Linked DNA regions of Sus scrofa: region 2 is linked to region 1. The links are chromatin contacts, called in public HiChIP or PLAC-seq maps. All regions are on one chromosome and are shown on one strand. Each heading gives the region's core, a stretch centred on a gene start, on an enhancer-like site or on the middle of the called end of the contact. The rest is flanking DNA. Distances are from core to core; before and after follow the strand shown.

What was found. HiChIP or PLAC-seq counts read pairs in DNA pulled down with a chosen protein or histone mark.
Region 2: an H3K27ac HiChIP or PLAC-seq map of alveolar macrophages shows a contact between it and region 1. The contact joins two enhancer-like sites. A contact is called at or near these places in 1 of 47 Hi-C or Micro-C datasets (skeletal muscle) and 2 of 2 datasets of contacts at active chromatin or transcription factors (alveolar macrophages and skeletal muscle).

What each region holds. Positions count from the first base shown.
Region 1 is chr10:41,153,578-41,160,235 of Sscrofa11.1, forward strand. No RefSeq gene overlaps it. Among named protein-coding and RNA genes, the nearest start is that of SVIL, 19 kb to the right of the region's middle. Within about 2 kb of position 3,019, at least 1 of the 83 cell types and tissues checked has an H3K27ac peak or open chromatin away from gene starts, as enhancers often do. A contact at or near this core is called in alveolar macrophages, where this site is marked.
Region 2 is chr10:41,324,017-41,331,134 of Sscrofa11.1, forward strand. The region is part of intron 3 of SVIL (supervillin); the gene reads left to right. Among named protein-coding and RNA genes, the nearest start is that of SVIL, 150 kb to the left of the region's middle. Within about 2 kb of position 3,630, at least 1 of the 83 cell types and tissues checked has an H3K27ac peak or open chromatin away from gene starts, as enhancers often do. A contact at or near this core is called in alveolar macrophages, where this site is marked.

The DNA of each region.
Region 1 (6,658 bases), core at 1,769-4,268:
CGAAACTGCCAAAGTGCTTTCCACAGTGGTTGCAGCATTTTGCCTTCCCACCAGCAACGGTGTGAGTCCCTTTGCTAGGTCCTTGCCAACACTGGCTATGGGCTTGGTATGTCTTTTTCCCTCGCTCTCTCTCTTTCTCTCTTTTTTAAAAATTTTTAATTTTTAAAGGAGTTCCCGTCGTGGCTCAGTGGTTAACGAATCCAACTAGGAAACATGAGGTTTCAGGTTCGATCCCTGGCCTTGCTCAGTGGGTTAAGGATCCAGCATTGCCGTGAGCTGTGGTGTAGGTTGCAGACGCGGCTCGGATCCTGCGTTGCTGTGGCTGTGACGTAGGCCTGTGGCTACAGCTCCGATTCAACCCCTAGCCTGGGAACCTCCATATGCTGCGGGAGCAGCCCAAGAAATGGCAAAAAAAAAAAAAAAAAAAAAAAAATTTTAATTTTAAAAAATGTTTTATTTTTTTTATAATGATTTTTATTTTTTCCATTAAGCTGGTTTACAGCGTTCTGTTGATTTTCTACTGCACAGCAAGGTGACACATACATGTATGCAGTCTTTTTTCTCACATGATCAAGTTCTGTCACAAGTGACCAGACATAGTTCCCATTGCTATACAGCAGGATCCCACTGCTTATTCATTCCAAAGTGTTTTTTTATTTTTATTTTTATTTTTTGTCTTTTCTAGGGCCGCACCTGTGGCACATGGAGGTTCCCAGGCCAGGGGTCTAATCGGAGCTGTAGCTGCTGGCCTCCGCCACAGCTACAGCAACACCAGATCCAAGCCTTGTCTGTAACCTACACCACAGCTCACAGCAACACCAGATCCTTAACCCACTGGGCGAGGCCAGGGATCGAACCCACAACCTCATGGTTCCTAGTCATCGTTAACCGCTGAGCCACGACAGGAACTCCCAAAGTGCTTTTTTTTTTATTAAACTATAGTTTATTTACAATATTGCATCAATTTTTGCTATATAGCATAGAGACTCAGTCACATACATATATGTATACACACACATTCTTTTTCTCATTACTATCCCCCATCATGTTCTATCCCAAGAGACTGGCTAGAGTTCCTTGTTCTGTGCAGTAGGACCTCATTGCTTTTCCATTCTAACTGGAATAGTTTCCATCTACCTCTTTAAGACATTCTAATGGGTGGGTAGTTGTTCTCTTGTGCTTTTCATTTGCATTTCTCTCTACCTCTTGACCTGAAGGACCCTCTCATGTGCTAATTGCCCATTCTTTTTTTTGAGGGGGCGCTGTACCTGCAGCATATGGAAATGCTCAGGCTAGGGGTCAACTCAGAGCTGCAGCCTGATTCCTCCAGCTCTGCTTTTCTTTCTCAAGATTGCTCTGTCCAGTCCTCCAATGTCTTCCAATATCTTTTTTTTTTTTTTTTTTTTTTTAGGGCCTCACTGGAGGCAGCTGGAAGTTCCCAGGCTAGGGGTTGAATTGGAGCTGCAGCTGCTGGCCTACACCACAGCCACAGCAACACCAGATCCTTAACCCACTGATCGAGTCCAAGGATCGAACCCGAATCTTCATGGATACTAGTCTCGATACTAGTTTCTGCTGCACCACAATGGGAACTCCTGAGCATATTCTTAAAAGCAATTCCAGAAGGTTCCAAAAATCAAAACTTAAATTTGCTGTGCATGGGCAACTGTTTACATAGCATTGACATTGCATTGTCAGTAATACAGAGATGATTTAAAATATATGGGAGGATTTGCCTAGATTATGTGTGTATATGATACAATTCTATAAAAGGGACTTGAGGAGTTCCCATCATGGCTCAGTGGTTAACGAATCCGACTAGGGACCATGAGGTTGCAGGTTCAATCCCTGGCCTTGCTCAGTGGGTTAAGGATCCGGTGTTGCTGTGAGCTGTGGCGTAGGTTGCAGAAGTGGCTTGGATCCCGAGTTGCTGTGGCTCTGGCGTAGGCCGGTGGCTACAGCTCTGATTCGACCCCTAGCCTGGGAACCTCCCTATGCCGAGGGTGCCGCCCTAGAAATGGCAAAAAGACAAAAAAAAAAAAAAAAGAAAAAGGACCTGAACGTCCATGGATTTGGGTATCTGTGGGGCACCCTGAAAGCAATCCCCTAAGGATCTTAAGGGCAACAATATAAGACCTCTGACTTTGCTCTTCTATTCAAAACTGTTTTAGCTACTACAGATCTTCTGCATTTCTATATAAATTTTAGAATCAGCTTGTCAATTGGTATGTTTTTAAAACCTGCTGGAACTTTTACGGAGGGAATATTGATTCCATAGATCACTTTGGAAAGAACTGATATGAAAACAGTACCTCCCAATGCAGGAATATAATATTTCTCTCTATTTATTTAGGTCTCTTTCATTTCTCTCTGAAACATTCTGTAATTCTTACTATTCAGATGTTGTGTCCATTTTGCTAAATTTGTCCCTAAGCATTTCATGGATTTTGATGCTCCTGTACTATTTGTTGTCATTTCAATTACCAGCTTCTCCTTGCTAGTTTAATAAATGTTTTAACAAGACTTTCCACTAAAATTATCCCATTTTTTAAAAAGTCATCAACAAGAAGTTCCGTTGTAGCTCAGTGGGTTAAGAACCCCTTAGAGTGTCCTTGAGGTTTGATCCCTGGCCTCGATCAGCAGGTTAAGGATCTGGCACTGCCACAAGTTGTGTCTCTGATCCAGTGCTGCTGGGGCTGTGGTGTGGGCCTCAGCTGCAGCACCAGTTTGACCACTAGCCCTGGAACTTCTGGTACAGGTACTTTGCTGTACAGGTGCTGTCCTAAAAAGAAAAAAAAAAAAAAAAGACAGCATGTGAACAACAAGTAATTTTTGAAAGAACCATCACCTTTCAAATAGTCTGCAGTGCCCTGCTGGAGGGTTGGGGGACTTTGGGTGGAAGGTGGTTGCGGAAGAGGGGAAAGAGGAAGAATCTGGAACATTACGTGCTATGGATAAAGGTCAAATTGTACCCAAGTAGGGAAAAGAGCAAAGAAAGACCAGTTGAGGAACCGAAAACACACTGTCTCTGTCCCACTTATAGAGACCAGGTAGTTGACTAACTTCCTGTTTGCTGGCCCAGTGGGGACCAGACCCACCACCAGTTAAAGGAACAGAGCACTATTCCTGCAGAACTTCTGAAGATTTTCCTGCATCAGCCGAACAGATCCCATCCATTCTTCCGAGCTCATCTCTATCCATTCTGAAATCCATTCTCAGCCACTCTTCTCCCTGCTCACACAGAACTTTATTTATAACTCACTTTTTATATTTTATAGGATAAATCATAACTCTTTCCTTCACATGTCTCTCTCCAACTGTCCTGCCCGAAAGTTGCTTCAATGACCAATTTTTCTCTCTGCCTCAGAGGTTGCCTCTGAGCTTCATTTCCTCTCAAATCCAACTGCCTTTTCTGTTTTGTTTTTCCTTTTTTCTTTCTTTTTTTCTTTTCTTTTTTTTTTTTTTTTTTTTTTTTTGATCTTTTTAGGGCCGCACCTGCAACATATGAAGCTTCCAAGCCAAGGGTTGAATCAGAGCTGCAGCCGCGGGACACAGCCACAGCCACAGCAGATCTGAGCCAAGTCCGCAACCCACACCACAGCTCATGGCAACCTCAGACCCTCCACACACTGAGCGAGGCCAGGGATCAAACCTGTACCCCCATGGATGCTAGTCAGATTCGTCTCCGCTGAGCCACAATGGGAACTCTGAAACTCCAGTTTCTGACATCGACTACAAATTCCTGTGTGGTCTCAACCTGCCACCTCACCAGCCTCTTCTCCCTTTCTGTGGTTCAGCTGACTCACTTTTTCTTCCTTTAACTCCTTATTTCTTTAACTGCTCATTTTAAGATAATTTCAGACATACAAAAACGTTGCAAAAATAGTACAAAGATCTTTCCTATACCCTTCACCCAACTTCCCTGGAGTTCCCGTCATGGCTCAGTGGTTAATGAATCCGACTAGGAACCATAAGGTTGCAGGTTCAATCCCTGGCCTTGCTCAGTGGGTTAAGGATCTGGCATTGCCAAGAGCTGTGGTGTAGGTTGCAGAGGCGGCTTGGATCCTGCATTGCTGTGGCTCTGGCATAGGCCAATGGCTATAGCTCCGATTAGACCCCTAGCCTGGGAACCTCCATATGCCACGGGAGCATAGAAAATGCAAAAAGACAAAAAAAAAAAAGTACAAAGATCTTTCCTATACCCTTCACCCAACTTCCCTAAATGTGAATATCTTACATAACCAGAGTATAATGATCAAAACCAGGAAATTAATGTTAATAGTGTTGATTTTAAATAATGTGCAACCCAGAGTTGGGTTAAGGACCCAATGTTGTCTCTGAGCACCCAAGTTCCATCCCGAGCCTCCCTCAGTGGGTTAAGGGTCCTGCGTTGCCACGAGCTGTGGTGTAGGTTGCAGTGTGGCTTGGATCCAGGGTTGCCATGGCTAAGGCATAGCCCTCAGCTGCAGCTCCCATTCAGCCCCTAGGCCAGGAACTTCCATATGCCGTGTGCCAAGGGTAAGGCTGTTAAAAAAAAAAAAAAAAAGATAAATGCACAACCTAAAAGCTGAGAATTATATTTGATTCGGCAGACTGATTGAGGACTTACGTCCAGGATATAGCCTCTCAGATTGCTCTGAGGGATTGCTCCACAGAGGCAAGGAAAGAGCGAGGATATGCAGTAGTTTTTGAAACAAACAAACCAACCAACCAAACAAAACAACCCCCCCCCCAAAAAAAAACCCAAACAGGGTAGTAGGATATCAAAAGAGTACTACTAGTTAAAGAAAAAACAGACATCTTAAATGAATGCATTTAGTGCTTTTCTGTGTCTGGGAAGAGGCAAGAGTCTGGGCTTGAAATCTCAAAATTATTCCTTTGATGTGCATCCTGACTATCTACAATCAGTACCCTGTTTTTCTCCACCCTGAATTTCCTTCAGGCTGCACTGGTCGGGGTGGCTGATGGCTTGGTAGCCACACATCCTTTGTTTACTGAACAGGCGACATTCTTCGTCCATAACATGCAATACTGGGGGGAGGTGGGTGTTTGTTTTTTTGTTTGTTTTTATTTTTGTTTTTTGTCTTTTGTCTTTTTCGGACCGCATCCATGGCACATGGAGGTTCCCAGGCTAGGGGGTCAAATTGAAGCAACAGCTGCTGGCCTACACCACAGCCACAGCAACTCCAGATCTGAGCCACATCTGCGACCTACACCACAGTATATGCCAGGAGTCTCTATTGTCAATATTGAACTCATTATTGAGAGAAGAGAGATTTTGGAATTTAGGTAAGATATTTCTCATCATATTTTGCCTGCCACTTATTTTTTTATCACCAGTTCAGGATTCTTGGATGCAATAATTATTACTGTGATGTTCTTTATTTTATTTTATTTTATTTTATTTTTTGTCTTTTCTTGGGCCACTCCTGCGGCATATGGAGGTTCCCAGGATAGGGGTCCAATCGGAGCTGCAGCCACTGGCCTACGCCAGAGCCACAGCCACGCAGGATCCAAGCTGCGTCTGCAACCTACACCACAGCTCTTGGCAATGCTGGATCCTTAACCCACTGAGCAAGGCCAGGAATCAAATCCACAACCTCATGGTTCCTAGTCGGATTTGTTAACCACTGAACCATGATGGGAACTCCACTGTGATGTTCTTTAAATGGTGAATTTCTATGCCCATTATCCTTTTTCCATATACTAAATGGAATTATACTGTGAAGAATAGCTATTCTTCCCATTCCTTTATTTTTATTTTATTTTTGCTTTTTAGGACCACACCTGTGGCATGTGAAGTTTCCTAGGCTAGGGGTCAAATTGAAGCTACAGCCACCAGCCATTGCCTCAGCCACAGCAACACAGGATCCGTGCCACATCTGCAACCTACACCACAGCCTATAGCAATGCTGCATCCTTAACCCACTGAGCAAGGGCAGGGATCGAACCCGCAACCTCATGATTACTTGTTAGTTTCGTTTCCACTGTGCCACAACAGAAACTCCTTCCCGTTCCTTTATTTATTCAGTTGTTGATTATGGCTCTGGCCTGATGGATATTGATTTTAGTCTTTGATATAATCTATTACTATCATTATATATTTCGTTGCTCAGATTGTCCCAGATGTGCGACCTGATGCTTTTCATTGCCCTAAAAGTAACGAGGATGCACCTGCCACCAGGTCTTTGAACATGCTGTTCTGACAGCCTGGAATAATCTTCTAACCTCACCCTGCTCACCCTTCTTCCATCCTCAACTTCTTTGCACAGTGAATCCCTTTCAAGCCTTGAGAATTCAGCTCCGCTATCATATGTTCAGGGAGCCTGTCCTTGAACTTCCCAGAAGTGGGTGGTGCTCCAATTATAAACTTTCATAACACTGTTTATTTTCTCTTCCTAGCCTTCAAGGTACTTCAGCATTAAACCTTTCTTATTTATTTATTTTTGAGTTTAATTGAAGTAGAGTTAATTTACAGTGCTGTGGTCATTTCTTCTGTCCGACAAAGTGATTCTGTGATACATATACACACATCCCTTCTCTTTCAGATTCTTTTCCCACATAAATGATCACAGAATACTGTGTAGAGTTCTCTGTGCTCTGTAGCAGGTCCCTGTTGGCCAATCCTTCCATAGACCTCAGTGTGCATATGCCGGTC
Region 2 (7,118 bases), core at 2,380-4,879, 170 kb after region 1:
AACAAACCCAACCAGCATCCATGAGGACTCAGGTTCAATCCCTGGCCTCACTCAGTGGGTTAAGGATCCATCCGGCCTTGCCGTGAGCTGTGGTGTGGGTTGCAGATGAGGCTTAAATCTTGTGTTGCTGTAGCTATGGTGCAGGCTGGCAGCTGTAGCTCTGATTCAGCCCCTAGCCTAGGAACTTCCATATGCTGCAGGTGCAGCCCTAAAAAGACAAAAAAAAAAAAAAAAAAGAAGTGAGGGGGGGATTCTTGAGGAGTTCCCATTGTGGCACAGTGGGTTAAGGATCTGGTGGTATCTCTGGTGGTACAGGTTCGATACCCAGCCCAGTGCAGTGAGTTAAGGATCTGGCTTTGCCACAGCTGTAGCATAGATCACAGCTCATCTTGGATTTGATCCCTGGCCCAGGAACTTCCCTATGCCAAGGGTGTAGCCAACAACAATAACAGCAATTTGAATATAACAAGACTGGCATGGTTCTTTTAACACATCTGAGAAAGAAATATCTGTGAGTTGTAATATTTCTTGTTGCTGAAAGTCCTTTGGCCTTTTCATCGCTGCATACATAGCCTCTTTTAAATCACCTTCCTTAATCATACGACACTAAATTTTATTTGCAGACTTGTCCTAAATATTACCGCTGACTAAAATGCACAAAGCGTTTCACAGTGCATGCTCAAATAAGAAATCTGGAATGTCTGAATAACTAGTAGGTGATAAAAGGAAAATGCAAGGGGCGAAATGGCCTTCCCAACTGATGGGATTACCTCATGTCAGGCAATTCTGCCCCAGATTAAGAGTCTACACCCATAAATAAAACCCACCAAAGAAAATGAGAATACCATTTACAGCTGCTGCTAGCATACAAAATACTCCTTTAGAAGGCTATAAAAATATATCTTTCCCTTTGGAATGTCAGTCCAGCTGTCGACTTGAGTAGCTTAGAGGAGATTTCATGAAAATTGCTCTGTGGCATGTCTTAATGTTATTTTATTATTGATATATGTATTTATTTTTCTTTCTATGGCTGCATCTGCAGCACATGGACGTTCCCAGGCTAGGGGTTGTTGAATTGGAGTTGTGGGTGCCAGCCTACACTGCAGCCATAGCCACAGCCATGCCAGATCTGAGCCACATCTGTGACCTACGCCGCAGCTTGCAGCAACACCAGATCCTTAACCCACTGAGCAAGACTAGGGATTGAACTCACATCCTCATGGATGCCAGTCGGGCTCTTAACCTACCGAACCACAGCAGGAACTCCCATGCTTCTTAATTTTAAAGAACGCACCATTAAGTCTCTGTAGTGTGTATCCGGACAGACATCTGTTAGTCATTGCTTCACGCTGTGCTATGTTGCCTTCAGTTTCAGCTCATTTTCCTGTGGACGAGGGGGTGGGGAGCCACCCCAGAGCTATTCAGGCAGCACAGGAAGACCTCATATAGACCGTGGGCCCCTATACCTGCATCCCTTTGCAATATGTAGGTTCCCTGCCTGGGTGAAATAACACACTTCCGTTTTCAAGGCGCTTCCATGTCACTTTCTTACTTCATCATGCCCTCACCTTCGTATTTCCCTCTTGATTTTATGTTGGCTGCCCAAGAGGGTGCCTGTTCTGCTTTTTGAAAGGCATTTTAAGAGGTCAAGCTAGGCTTGAGTATTTATCCCAGGTCGTACCCTTACTCAGTCTTCTCATCTGCTGATGAGGATGCCAGTGGAATCCTGCCGAGGACCAGGTGCGCAGGGTGCCCCAGAGCTCTGAGCATCACGCCTGCCTTCCTCTGCCAGTGAGGGTGTGGGTCTTACCCTCTTTTCATCATCATACTGGGTATGGTAGAAGATGGCTTGTGCCAACTGAGGTGTTCGGCTCTTTCCCTTTTCGTTGGCTCTGGTTCTGTTTTCTCTGCCGCAGCAATAACCCCCAAAGGACAGCTGCCCCTCGCCTCACAGGCACACTGAATGTTATCAGCCAGGACCACTGGCTTCTCAGTCTAGCCAAGGTGTAATCCTGAGTCCCGGCTGTGACCATGCTGCTCATTACCTGATGGCTTAACACCTTGATCCTGTGTCGTCAGATTCTGTATCTTCTGACCTTGGCAATGAAGGAAGTGACCCTTCTTAGCGGGACTTGTAGCGACATGGTCCACGGCTAGATGACAGGAATTGTCCCCCTGTTTTGTCTCTGTTACACTATGTCCCAGGTGAATCCTTGACCATTTCTCCCTGTTTCCCCTGCAACGCACGCATGTTAATATTCTGCATCATCGCTTCACGTTTTAGGAAAGACAGGATGAGTTAGGAGCTATAGCCTCAAGGAGAAAGTGGTCCTAACTTTTCCTTTATGCCTCCTACTAAGAAATAGAGTTGATTGGGAATGGGACGGGGTCTAAGAGTGGGATGAACAGTAGGGATTCCATTGCTTGCCTGTTTACTTGCTTCATGCACTCACTCATTCACTGATTCATGCACTCACTCATTTACTCATTCATTCACTCACTCTCTTAGTCACTCATTCATTAGCTTATTCATTTACTCACTCATTCCTTTACCTATCCATTTATCCAGGATTTAGGGGTCCTTGTTCTGAGCCAGACATTGTGCTATAGATGCAGGGGTTGTCCCTCAAGTTTATATAATCCTTTATCCAGGAGACAACGAAAGTCTCCAAGCGGAAAATGTTTAACTGGCAAAAGAGAAGCCCCAAGGGAGAATGGAGTCAAGAAGGGGCTTTCACAGGTGGATTCCGTGCTGGTTGCTGGGGGTGGGTTGATCCAGGCAGTTCCGTGATCGGGGCCCACCTGGGGTCAAGTTTGAGAAGGTCCGTGTTGCAGGTTATAGAGGATGTTGACAAAACTCTGGGTCAGCTCCCGTGTTTATCACCAAGAAATGCGTACCGTGGGTTTAGAAGAAATGCACAAGGGAATCTTATTCCACATGCCCATGGGCAAACTTCCAGTCTTGATTTTTTGGCCAAATCTAAGCCTGGGGGTTTCAGAAGGACCTGTTACCTTCCTCTCTGTTAGTACATGATTGTTTTGGCAATTACAGAAGTAGTTCCTGCCTGTGGTGGAACCTTTGGAAATAGAGAGGGGAAGAGAGTTATGTCTGAGTTGGGAGAGAATTAATGTTCTGGTCTGTTTATTACCTTTCTGATATTCTGTGTGTGTGTGTGTCTAACATGTTGCCGGGGGAGGGGGAAGGGAGTGGGATGGACGGGGAGTTTGGGGTTAGTAGATGCAAACTATTCCATTTAGAATGGATAAGCAATGGGATCCTGCTATACGGCACAGAGAATTATATCCAGTCTCTTGGGATAGACTGTGATGGGAAGACACAACACTGGAAATCATCTGTGCCCTACTGAAAAAAAATAAATTTAACTAAAAAAGTCATACAACAACAAAAATAAAACATGAAAAAGTTCAAATCGCCCATTAGTTTCAACCCTGGTTTTCCTGCGTCATTTATGTACCCATTCTTCTACATTTCGCCCTGCGTGGGTAGTTCCAGTTTTATACATTTATAACCACCATCCTGGTACACGCATCCTTGTACCCACTCCTGGTCACTTCCTTGGGTCTATTTCCGGAAGTAGTATGCCTGAGTCATTGCTTTATCCGCTGGTCACATCCTTAGCCTGTCCTGCGAGGAGCTGAGGGCCTTGTGAAGGGAGGGAGGAGGCAGACAGTCATCTGCTGGTCACATTCTTCACTTTCTTTGCGACACTCACCCTCCACCAGGCAACACCGACTTCTGTCTTTGTCTTGGGTCTCAGATATGCCCTTCCTTGTGTCTGGAGTCTGCCCTTGAAAAGCAAAATAAATAAATAAATACATAAACACTTCGGAAACATCCAGTAAAATATTTTACTTCAGTAAAGCATTGCTTCTGAGTATTGAAGACAATAGTGCTTTGACAATGGACACGATGACTGTATACGAGCTATAAGGAAAAAAATAAAAATCATTATATAGGAGTTCCCGTCGTGGTGCAGTGGTTAACGAATCCAACTAGGAACCATGAGGTTGCAGGTTCGATCCCTGGCCTTGCTCAGTGGGTTAAGGATCCGGCATTGCCATGAGCTGTGGTGTAGGTTGCAGATGCAGCTCGGATTCCGCGTTGCTGTGGCTCTGGCGTAGGCGGGTGGCTACAGCTCTAATTCAACCCCTAGCCTTGGAACCTCGATATGCCTCAGGAATGGCCCAAGAAAATGACAAAAAGACCAAAAAAAAAAAAATCATTGCATATATAAAAAAATTAAAATGGACAAGATGAATGTTTCTAAGGGGATGTAGTGGCCGAGAATTTTGTGTGTCTTGTGTAGGAGCAGCAATGCTGAGCTGGTGGTTCAGTGATCTCAGTTTTAACTTAAGATATCTTCTCCCTAAAATTTAAGAAAATCACAATTGCAACATAGTTTTTTCTGCAGATAAACAAAATATGTTAACCTACAGAATAATGGGAGGAGATCTTGTGCTACTGTATTATAATTATTAAATATACTATTATGGAGTTCCTCTTATGGCTTAGCTGGTTAAGAACCTAACTCATGTCCATGAGGACTCGGGTTCGATCCCTGGCCTTGCTCAGCGGGCTAAGGATCCGGCGTTGCTGTGAGCTGTGGTGCAGGTTGCAGATGAGGCTTGGATCTGGTGTTGCTGTGGCTGAGGTGTAGGCTGGCAGCTGCAGCTCTGATTCAACCTCGAGCCTGGGATCCCTCATCTGCCGTAGATGCAGCCCTAAAATGAAAAAAAATATATATATTATTAAATGGTTATTATTCTTTCTAGTTATTGGAGGGAAAAAAAAAATGTCCTGGTAACTTTTACTGCTGTAAAATGTAGATTTCTTCATTGTCTTTTTTGGTTTCATGTGAAGGGGTTCCTTAAGTAGGAGGTTACATTGCATATCCATAGTTTCATAAAGACATCTATGGTTTTTCTTTTCAACAGTCGAGCCATATTTAAATCTGTTTGCTTTGTATCATAATTGAAGGGCGAGACAATTCTAATAAGAGCTCATGACCAACTTAAAGAGAATGTCCTAGTTCTTTGTATCCTGGGCTGGAATTTTCATTTAAAAAGCTTAAAGTAGAATTATTCCATAATAATTCAAAAGAAGCATTTAGATTCACCAAGGATAATTCTTTTTTTTTTTTTTTTTTTTTTGTCCTTTCTAGGGCTGCACCTGTGGCATGTGGAGGTTCCCAGGCTAGTGGTTTATTCAGAGCTACAGCTGCCTGCCTACATCACAGCCACAGCAATGCCAGATATGAGCCATGTCTGTGACCTACACCACAGCTCACAGCAATGCTGGATCCTTACCCCACTGAGTGAGGCCAGGGATCGAACCCTCAACCTTATAGTTCCTCATCAGATTGGTTTCCACTGAACCACGACAGGAACTCCATGTGCTTTCTAAACTAAATCCTTTTGGAAGGATTATGTGTAAATATAAACCTCATTCCATCTTATCTAATGATTCATGTTCAGAATCAGGTGCTTCCACAATTTCCTCCCCTTCTTCCTGTCTTTGCAACTGCTTTCTTTTGTCTTCTTGTTCCTAGTCATTGCCTGACAGTCAACTTTCTGCTGCAGTTACCCACAGCACTAAGATTGTTCCTTGTGGAGTTTTTTTCACCTGCCTTATTTGCCCTTTCATCCCAATTTTCTGAGAGTTGGAATCATCAACAGTACAGAGAAAATGCCAGATGCCATCCCTGCCCCATGTAGTAGCCAGCATTAGCATCCCTTATATTGCTATGCCTTAATTAATTTGGCATAGAAATTAAGTTTGTAGCTTAGAAGTCAGGTTTTTGTTTTTTGTTTTTTGTTTTTTGTTTTCTGTGGCCACAGCATGCAGAAGTTCCTGAGCCAGGGATTGAACCCCAGCCACAGCAGTGACAATGCCAGGTCCTTAACCACTAGGCTACCAGGGAGCCCCAGAAATCAGTTTAAATCCATCCGGTTTGAATGCATGGATTAGGAGTTTGGGGTTAGTAGATGCAAACCATGAACTTTAGAATAAATAAGCAATGGGGTCCTATTGTGCAGCACAGGGAACTATATCCAGTCTCTTGGAATAGACCAAGATGGGAGATAATATGAAAAAAAGAATATATATATATGTATGACTGGGTCACTTTGCTGTACAACAGAAGTTGGCACAACATTGTAAATCACCTCTGATCAAAAACATTTATAAAATCAAATCAAATCAATCCAGATCATTTTTTTATTTTTTTTTTTAATTTTTTTATTTTCCCACTGTACAGCAAAGGGGTCAGGTTATCCTTACATGTATACATTACAATTACATTTTTTCCCCCACCATTTGTTCTGTTGCAACATGAGTATCTAGACAAAGTTCTCAATGCTATTCAGCAGGATCTCCTTGTAAATCTATTCTAAGTTGTGTCTGATAAGCCCAAGCTCCTGATCATTTTTAGATCGGCATCTCTAGCCTTTAGAAAAGAACATTCATTATTTCCTGTGATTATTCAGCCAACATCCCCTGCAGGTCTGCTACCTGCCAGATAAGTATTCAGCACTAAACAGGCAAAGACGGACAGACCCAGGGTCCCTGCCTCCTGGGGGAGTGGGGGCGGTGGTGACTGGAAGGAAATCAGGATCTTGAGGCCCCCTCCCCGGGGTCCTAGTGCTCCGTCACTCACCAAGTGTGAACCCACAGCAAGGTACGCCCCTAGTGCTCTGTTTCTTCCTCATCTAATATAGGAGATGATTTTCCTAGCTTCTCCCTAATGTTCCTTTTAGATGTAAAGTTGTCAGTCTCTAATTATTGCAGATTTTTCTTGGAATTGCATCACCACCGCCTGGCCCCACCAGCTCCCTGCTGCGGTTAACAATCATCAGAGGACTCGGCATTCCTGCCGTGGCTTAGTGGTAACGAACCCAACTAGTATCCATGAGGACTGGGGTTCAATCCCTGGCCTTGCACTCATCGGGTTAAGGATCTGGTATTGCCGCATGCTGCAGTGTAGGTCACAGATTCGACTCAGATCTGGCGTGGCTGTGGCTGTAGGCCAACAGCTGCAGCTCCAACTCAACTGCTAGCCTGGGACCTTCCATATGCTGTGGGTATGGCCCTAAAAAGA